Regions from separate parts of the Hordeum vulgare genome. Here region 1 is linked to region 2. Evidence: chromatin contacts called from public Hi-C data. All regions are on one chromosome and are shown on one strand. Each heading gives the region's core, a stretch centred on a gene start, on an enhancer-like site or on the middle of the called end of the contact. The rest is flanking DNA. Distances are from core to core; before and after follow the strand shown.

Region 1 (4,500 bases), core at 1,765-4,264, 150 kb before region 2:
ATCCGGCTGCCTATTATTTCATGTATTCCCGCACTTTGGGTACTATTATTAGGAACTCAACTGAATAAATTCAGATTTATGATACTTGTACTTGATGTAGTGCTTGGCCTTTTCGGGTTCAAGGAATACGGGTTTGAATTTTGCAGGTTCGGGCTTTGGGTATAGGGTTTTATGCCCAGCCTAACTCGTTGACATGTTTGAAAATGGGAATGAAACTTTTTTGGTTGTCTTGTTGTGGACTTGTGGTTGTGCATCCGGACAAATGATGGTTCGAAAAGAATATGCCTGAAGTATGCACCCAGACAATGTCCGTATGTGTCCATGGAATGTGACTATTGGACTAACCGGCCCATCAAATATTCAATTAACAATACTGTAGTACGTAGGAGGAAATAAACAATGGCCAGCATAAGCATGGGATCGTGTCATGATATCTAACCCAGACGACACGAGCCGATCGATTAGTCTAATCGGGGAATTCCCCTTTTCAGGTGTTTTGCTTCAAAATGTGTCTGCCATTTTTAGGTGTGTTTTGGTTCAAAGTGTCTCTACAGAAGAGATTAAGAGCTAGGAACAGTGAAGCTAGAGGATCTGTCTTTGAATAGGTATTTGAAGTTAAACTACGGTAGTACTAGGATTGTTGGACTAATCACTCCTAATTTAAGCCTATTGTGATCTTCTACCATTGGAACAGCTACTTGAAGTATCCATCCATGTTTTCTTATGAAAAGCCACTTTCTTTTATTGTGAATATATAATTCTACTTGTTTCTTTAAATATTTTTCAAAAAATCTATTCCGGCTTTTTTCTTAACCATTAGGACAGTGATTTGAAGTATTCATCTATTTTTCACTGAAGCCCCTTTCTTTTATATAGAATATAATTCTACTTAATTTCCCCCCATCTTTTTTCCAAAAAATCCATTCCTGTTTTTATTTATCCATCAGAACAACAATTTATAGTATTCATCCATGGTTTCTTACGAAACGCCCCTTCCTTTCGTTTTGTATATATCTACTTCTACTTACTTTTTCTATTTTTTTTACCAATACCATATTTCTTCTTTTCTTATCCATTAGGACAGTCCATGCATGTTTTCTTAGGAAAAGCCCCTTTATTTTATTTTGTATATATCTACTCGTACTTACTTTTTTCTAATCTTTTTTTAAATCTATTCTTGTTTTTTTATCTGTTAGGAAAGTTCATCCATGTTTTCCTATGAAAAGCCACTTTGTTTTATTTTGAGTATGATTCTACTTATTTTTTTTTCATTTTTTAACCTTTTTACCCCGTTTCGATTATTGTCATTGATATATGTATCTTAAAACAGACAGTACTAGCACACTAAAACTTCATTTATTTCTATTGAGATGAAAAATAAGTTTTTTTTTTTGAATTGGAATTGTTACTATATTTGTTTTTTGAATTGCAGCAGTGAGCGACTCTTGAACCAGTATTTTTCTCCCCCCTTCCTTTTATTATGACTTTATATGCTTAATATAGGTATAGGTAAACTTTAGGTCCGAACACCATTATCATCCTAAGATCCAAATACTTCTGTACTACTAGTTCTATAGGAGCATAAACAAACAAATAACAGGATAATCCTAGGGTGATGATTAATTAACTAATTAGCAGGTGATGATGATGAACTAACAAAAGACCAGCAATATATCCTATCCCAACCCAGACGACGACACGAGACGGATGGATTAGCCTAATCGAAAAAATTCCCCAAGCACCGAGAGGACGTGGTACGAGGGAGAGGACACGGCGGCGGCCGCCGGATCAGGTGAAGGCGGCGGCGGCCGCACGGCACGGCACGAAACCCGAGGCACGGGACGCGGCGGCGGCACCACGAGGAGGATTAAACGGAAAGAGCTTTTTGCTGATTGTGTGGGGGACGGGGCTACGGAAGCTCGGGCGACGACGAAGGGAGCACGTTGGACGAACGGGCACGCGCGCGCGCGGCGGGACAAACGCGCGAGGGTTTCGCGTGGGGGTGGGTGGGTACCTCGCAGCCGAAGGTGGTGCCGATGAGGTTCTTGGCGTAGTCGATGATCTTGTGCCGGCGCCGCTCCGCCTCCTCCGTCGGGTGCAGCCGCAGCAGCACCTCGCGCGCGGCCGCCTCCGCGGCCCGCAGCGGCGGCGGGAGGAACGGGGGCGGCGGCGGCGGCGCAACCGGCATTACCCGGCGCGGGAGCTCGTCCGGGACCCAGCCTAGGCCGTGCGCGTGCGGGTGCAGGTAGCTCGTCGTCGCCACCGGCAGCCCCGCCGCCAGCGGCAGCGGGTGGCCCATGCCCACGCCCACGCCGTTGCCGGGCACGCCGTAGTGCTGGAACCCCCCGTCGCCGCCGCCCCCGTAGCCGTTCCCGCGGTCGTGGTAGCCGGCCCTGCCCCAGCCCCCGCGCCCGCCGCCGTTGCCGGGGTGGTAGTAGCCGTACCCGCCGTCGAGGCCACGCCCGCGGCCGCCACCCGCGTAGTCGTAGTTGTACACGCCGTCCTCCCGGTGTTGGACGGGCCTGGCCGGGTAGGACGCCGCCATTGGAGGAGCACTAGGGATGCGCCGCCGCGAGAGCATCGGCGCCTGCGGCCGCGCGCGGGGGCACGGTCACCTCGCGCACGGTATAGATAGAAAGCCCTGCGGAATAGAAGGGGCCAGCATCAGCACAAAGGCAAAAGGAAAATCCCGTACCCCACCAAAAAAAGTAATCTACAGTCACTTTCCCCTTCCAACCTTTCCCTCCGACGCCGCCGACCAACCGATGGGGGCCGCCGGATCTCCCTCGTACTTCCAAAAAAACCTACGTTGGTGGGGCTCGACTTGGGCGGCCTACCACTAGGAAGTACGAGGAATGGAATGGAATGCTGGGTGATGGATGGAGGGAAGGTGGCACAGACAGGAGAAGAAGAGAAGCACTGGCACACTGGCACCGGTACTGGCAGTGGCGCTGGTGCCGGTGCCGCTCTGGATCTGGCTGTCTGTGCAGTGCGAGTGCGAGTGCGAGTGCGAGAGCGAGTGTCGGGTGATGGGTCCCTGGGGGGTGCCGGGGGGCGGGGTTATATAGCGAGGAGCGCAGCCCCGGAATGTGAGTTATCTGCTGATGGCCATTTACTCGATGGGTTTTATGCGGCATTAATTAGGTGCCCGGGATACGGCCGGTGGCCAAAGCAGGGCTGATCTCTGGGATTAATGCCGCGCCTTTGGGCTGTGCATATCTGGAGACTGGATTAATTGGATGGACCCCGCGGGAGGATATACGAGGATGCGCGCTGTGTGCTACTCGTAATCCCGCAAAATATATCGTGGTTAATGATGGCCCGTCATTGGGCAGTCAAAGCATTTTTTTGGCACCACACAGCTCTATGCCTGGTGTGCCTACGTACTACGCAGGGATCTTTTTTTTTTTTTTTTGAGAGAGAGAGATTTATTATTTCTTGCATTGTGGGGTAGTGGTGTGTGTGTTATTCGTAGTATCCTCGCAATATATCGTGTAGTAAATGATGGCTAGTCATTGGCAGTGAAGTATTTTGGCACCATGTAATCTATGTGCATGGATCTTCTTTCTATAGGTGGTGGTTGGTGGGAAGAGGGTTCCGACCGTTGGTTCTTTCTTGGGCTAAAAGGGCTGGAATGGTGATTTCTTTCTTGGGGCTTAGAAACCAAGTGTGCACACAAATAAAGCCCATGAAAAGAAAAAACTAAGATACTACGCAAAGAAAAGGCGGCGAGAACTAAATTCGTTAAGCATGTCGTTAGGAAAAAACCCAGTAGATTCTGTTATCGTTACGATCGTTTCCGGTAACGGAATGGGCGGCAAAATGCAACTAGAGTATAATTACTGCACGTGACGTACGAAGTACAACGTACGGCGTTGTCGCCACTAGGTTTGCACGGGCGGGTTGCTACCCGCTCGGCAACTAAAAAGGTATTATTAGAAAGTGTGGCGTTACCTGTTTGATTCAATGGCTTCATTCGTTTAATTGTAAATTTAATGGCCACGACAAATACCAAAAGCTGGTTGGTATAGGCGTTTCCGGTCGCGGATTGGGCGGCAAAAGACAACTACATAGTGTATTATTGCACGTGACGTTAGGAAGTGCAACGGAATGAATTGGCGTTATTACTAAGGTGGCCCCAATGGATCCGTCGGCGAAACACGACAAAATGGTATAATTTGGAAGTGTGGCGGTATAGGAAACTTTGTTTGAATTGATGGCTGCCATTGGTTTAAGGGATTTTTATTTCTGTGCCCCTCGTTCGTTAGTTCTACTCATTCATCCCCACGCTCTTAACTTTTACTCACTTTTCCCCACTCCCTTGCTCGAAACCCTCAGAACAGGTTACAACGGACATTGCCGTCGGGTCAGTGCTTTGACTGTTAACTCTGACGAGTGGGGCCGCGTAGGGCGCATGCAACTGACCGCGGTCGTGGGGTAGCACGTGTCGATGGAGGCAATCGATGGGACATGCCCGAAACGTCCCATCGTATAAAGAGG
Region 2 (4,969 bases), core at 1,232-3,731:
GGGGCAGCATGTCTAGGGCTACTCATTGTACATGTCCTAAACATAATGAACACACGCCCGATCTACATAGATATAATGTATACACACAACATCAACACACACACTTCCAAAAAAATATGCCGGCAAATAGAAAAGGCATGCAAAACCACAGCTATGCCTATGCGTGGAAATACGACAGTCCTTATCAATTATCTCATGACACCACAAGGACGATAAAGTTCTACAACAATAACGCCTCTAGGAAGTAAACGGCGCCCGTCACCTGATTCAGCCACCAAAGGCCAGTTTCTAGATTTTCACATTAAGAACGGTTTGAGCGACCGCATTTTTTTAAGTGGTACTCACTTCATTTCTAAATCTAAGTTTTTCTAGAAATTTTAATATGGACTGTATATCGATGTATATATACATATTTTAGAGTGTAAATTTATTTATTTTGCTTAATATATAGTTCATAGTGGAATTTTAAAAAAGACTTATATTTAGGAACGGAGGAAGTATTGTGTTGTCAATATTTATGGAAAATTGAGAATTCACATACATGTTCAGGGGACCCACCACAGGTCAAATCATCAAAGAATTAAAAATTAGGAGAGAAAAATAAAAGGAGTGGCAAGCCCATGTCTGAAGTCTGAACCCATGACGTTCCACACTCACGCCTACGTGCTAACCACAAGACCAAATAACTTTGCTGACTTAATAACTGGAGGAAACGTTTTTTTTTCAGAACTAACTTCTTTTGAGCTACTTCAGCACTTTTTATTTTTCAGGAAAAGCTAATTCAGAACTAACTGGACGAAACCTACTTATACGGTAAGCATATCATGGGCCAGACCATGGGCCACAAGTAATGCGGACCGAGGAGAAAACGGAAAAATAACTGAGGCACAGTTGTGTTTCACACCAAGGTAAAACTGTACCTCTCGTGAAAGCAAAAACGTACTTCTCGTAAAAAAATTCAGAAAATACATTTTTTGGCAAAAAAAACAAAAAAAATGTTTTCGTAAAAAACTAAGAAAGACGGGTGAAAACCAAAACACAAAAAAAATATAAAAATCCAAAAACGCGTGAATTTTTTTTAGTTTTTTTTTAAAAAAACATTCAGAACGTGACACGTGACGGCGGCTGAGAACCGGCAAGTGGCAAAGTATGGAACTGCTCGCTGCGAGGCATCCGAAGAAGCACCCGCTAACTAGTGACTTCTGCAAGGGGTTTGCGGGGACTCAATTTGACACGTACGACTCTCATGGTTTTTCCCCACAGGTTACGAGAAGGTTCTGCAATCTTCCCTTGACCATATTCTAATCATTTTAAATAGTTTTATCTTTGAATTTATGTGTTTTCTCATTCAGTTTTGATCTTCCTTTTACATTTTCATAATTAAGAATATTTAAAAACACGCTATCAAGTTTTTTAATTTATCCATACCTTATGAATTTTACAATACTTCTAAAAATTTCTAGCATAATACGAAAATTGCGGATATATATTTTTTAATCGGAAAATATTTTAAAAAATGTTGATTTTCTTTATTGAAACGCTTCTTGCACTTTTGAAATAATATTTGAAATTCATGAAGATTCTCTAATAAGTCAAAACAATTCAATTAATTTAACGTTTTTAAGTTTGGAATATTTTTCAAAATCATAAACATCTCTTAAAATTTGGAACATTTTCCTATTTCTTTTTTTATTTCTATAAATCACATATACATATTTTGAAACCAGGTGAAAACTTGTGAATACTTTAAGAAATAACAAATTATTCTAAATCGAATAAAAATTAAATGTCTAGGATTTTTTTTTAAATTTGATTTTTTAATATAGAAAATTTACAAGATCTTGATATTTTCTAAAGAAGCAATATAAATAGAAACAGAAAAGTGGGATGGGAGCGCCTATCAATCCTAGTTTTAAAAACCGGATCGGACCGGAAAAAACCAGAACCGGCAGCCGTATCGGATTTTTAAGCTAAAACCGTTCTGCAATCGGACCGGAGAAACCCGGTCGAACCGGCCGGTTTCGTAAAATCCTGTGAAAAATCAGGTCATTAAACCGGAAAAAACCAGAAAAATATTTTAATTGGAATTGGGAGAAGTGTGATTTGATCCTAGGTCGTGTGACCAATACACGTCGTCTCCCACGACACTATAAGCAACTCGGCTATGCTACTTTGTTGTGCACTACATGAAAATACTTTTATTCGATCATTGTTTCATACTATATTAACACATATATTACTCAACATTTGTTTATTTTTTGCTACTTTGTTCACTACATGAAAATCGACAATCAAACTGATGAACCGGCGGTTTGACTGGTAAAAACGTAAATCAATAATTTTTTCGATTCGGTTTTTGGTTCGGTTTTTGAAACTATGCTATCAATAGGGCGCAAGGAGTATCACGGAGAGGGCAGCATGCCCCAAATATAGGGTGTCCCGTAGGGTTGAGGCATAGCTATGTGTCGCCGGCAGCGACTCCTATGCGATGGCTTGCTGGGAGCCAGCACTAGGCTGGTACAGTAATCACATGGCCTCATCATGCTGATGGCATCCGTGTTTTTGAAGTACTCAATACACATATTAGGAACCATGATTTTCTTGAAGGTTCATTGCACTTTAAAGATATAAATTGTAGTGTAGAAAATATTCGCTCAACCTTACAGAAAAATGTATGCAACATTACAAAAATGTCCGTGCGTAATATACATTAAAGAAATGTTCATAATTAAGAAAATGTTTAATACCACTCGAAAAAAATGTATGTTACATTTCTGAAATAGTTCACACGTTTGAAACAAAAAAATTATAACAATTAAAACAATATTATTCCAATGTATAAAAATGCTCACATGGTTCAAAAATATTTCTTTATCATACGGAAATTGTTTCAACGTGTATTTGTAAAATAATGTTAAAACCAGTATTTGAAAAAAAACATATATTTCAAAATTTTAAACATGTTAGAAATATACATTAGAGACAATAATAAAAAATATTATTATTATATTTCCTTATTCATATAAATGTTTATTTATTGGATAGACTCGGTTGAGAGCACCGAAAAAAGTGGATCGCCTCCTCTGCCGTTCCACGAGCGACACGGGAGGCCTCCCTCCCTTCTTTTTCTCCTCTCCCCTCGCCGCCGCCCACGCGCATCAGCGGGTGAAGCTTGCTTGGAGTGGGTGGCGGCGTGGTGCTTTCTCACTCCCGTTGGCTGGGGCGCGGCGCTATGCAGGGCGCAACGGTGGCGGGGAGATGACAATTAGCTATCGTGGCGGCGCTTGGACGACTGCACGAGATTGGCGGTTGCGCAACTTTGCTCATGTCTGATGGCGGGTGATACGTTTCCATCGTATCTACTTTTTCCAACTATTTTACCCTTGTTTTGGACTCTAATTTGCATGATTTGAATGGAACTAACCTCGACTAACACTGTTTTCAGCAGAATTGCCTTGGTGTTATTTTTGTGCAGAATTCAAAAGTTCTCCAAACGTCCTGAAAATTTACGGAGATCATTTTTGGAAAATATGAAAAATACTTGCGCGAAGATCCACTAGGGGGGGTGGGCCAGTGGGCCACAAGCCCTGCCTCCGCCACCCCCTGGTGGCGGTGGGCAAGTTTGTGGGGCCCACACGGCTCTGCCGCCCCCAACCTCAGCTCTATAAGTTCCCTTTCGTCCCAGAAAAAATGAAAAGAGAAGATTTCGTCGCGTTTGCGATACGGAGGCGCCGCCACAACCTGTTCTTCATCTCGAGGGCAAATCTAGAGTCCGTGTTGGGCTCTGGAGAGGGGAAATCGTCGCCATCGTCATCATCAACCTTCTTCCCTCTCCAATTTCATGATGCTCTTCGTCGTTCGTGAGTAATCTAGTCGTAGGCTGTGATGAGTAGGATGAAATCTATCATGTAATCGAGTTAGTTTTGATGGGGATTGATCCCTAGTATCCACTATGTTCTGAGATTGATGTTGCTACTACTTTGCCATGCTTAATGCTTGTCAGTAGGGCCCGGGTGCCATGATTTCAGATCTGAAATTATTATGTTGTCACCAATATATGTGTGTTTTAGATCCGATCTTGCAAGTTGTAGTTACCTACTATGTGTTATGATCCGGCAACCCCGGAGTCACAATAACCGGAACCACTCCCGGTGATGACCATAGTTTGAGGAGTTCATGTGTTCACCAAGTGCTAATGCGTTGGCCCGGTTCTTTATTAAAAGGAGAACCTTAATATCTCGTAGTTTCCTTTTGGACCCCGCTACCATGGGTGGGATGGACAATAGATGTCATGCAAGTTCTTTTCCCTAAACACGTATGACGACACACGGAATGCATGCCTACATCACATTGACGAACAGGAGCTAGCCACATATCTCTCCGTGTTATAACTGTTGCATGATGAATAACTTCCAAACAAATCACCGACCCATTGCCTACGAGTTTGTCCTACTGTTGCTGCTGCTACTTGTTTTGCTCTGCTGCTGTTACTACTGTTGCTATTGCTGTTACTTGTCTTGCTCTGCTGCTACTGTTGCTACTACTGTCGCTTGCTACGGTTGCTACTTGCTACTGCTGTCACTACTGTTGTTCCTTGCCACTGCCGTTACTCGCTACTTTGCTGTTACTACTTTGCTTGCAGATACTAATCTTTCAGGTGTGGTTGAATCTGACACATTCAACTGCTAATACTTGGGAGTATCCTCTCACCTCTGTTTGGCGATCAACAAATTTGGATCGAATACTCTACCCTCGAAAACTGCTACGATCCCACGCGCTGGTGGGCCGTCAACAACATTCTTCTAGTTTCGATTGCCGGAGAGTGCTAGCAGCATTCTTCTGGTGTGTCGTTGCAAGGGAAGGTCTGCTGTTACGGAGTCAGCATTTTTCTGGCACCATTGCCGGGGTGGTATTGCTATATTCTCTGAGTCACTTGGGATTTATATCTGCTGATCATTATGAAGAATCT

Evidence for each region. A called contact is a pair of places that touch in the nucleus more often than the background predicts.
Region 1: a Hi-C map of seedling shows a contact between it and region 2, with 1.9 times the contacts expected there. The contact joins the promoter of LOC123429449 here to the enhancer-like site in region 2. A contact is called at or near these places in 2 of 6 Hi-C or Micro-C datasets (leaf and seedling).

What each region holds. Positions count from the first base shown.
Region 1 is chr2H:39,939,956-39,944,455 of MorexV3_pseudomolecules_assembly, reverse strand. It overlaps LOC123429449, which reads right to left and starts at 3,014. Exons shown (of 13, transcript XM_045113484.1): 1 at 2,738-3,014; 2 at 2,015-2,641. The coding sequence starts at 2,581.
Region 2 is chr2H:39,789,368-39,794,336 of MorexV3_pseudomolecules_assembly, reverse strand. No RefSeq gene overlaps it. Among protein-coding and RNA genes, the nearest start is that of LOC123429449, 150 kb to the left of the region's middle. Within about 2 kb of position 2,481, at least 2 of the 3 cell types and tissues checked have open chromatin away from gene starts, as enhancers often do. A contact at or near this core is called in seedling, where this site is marked.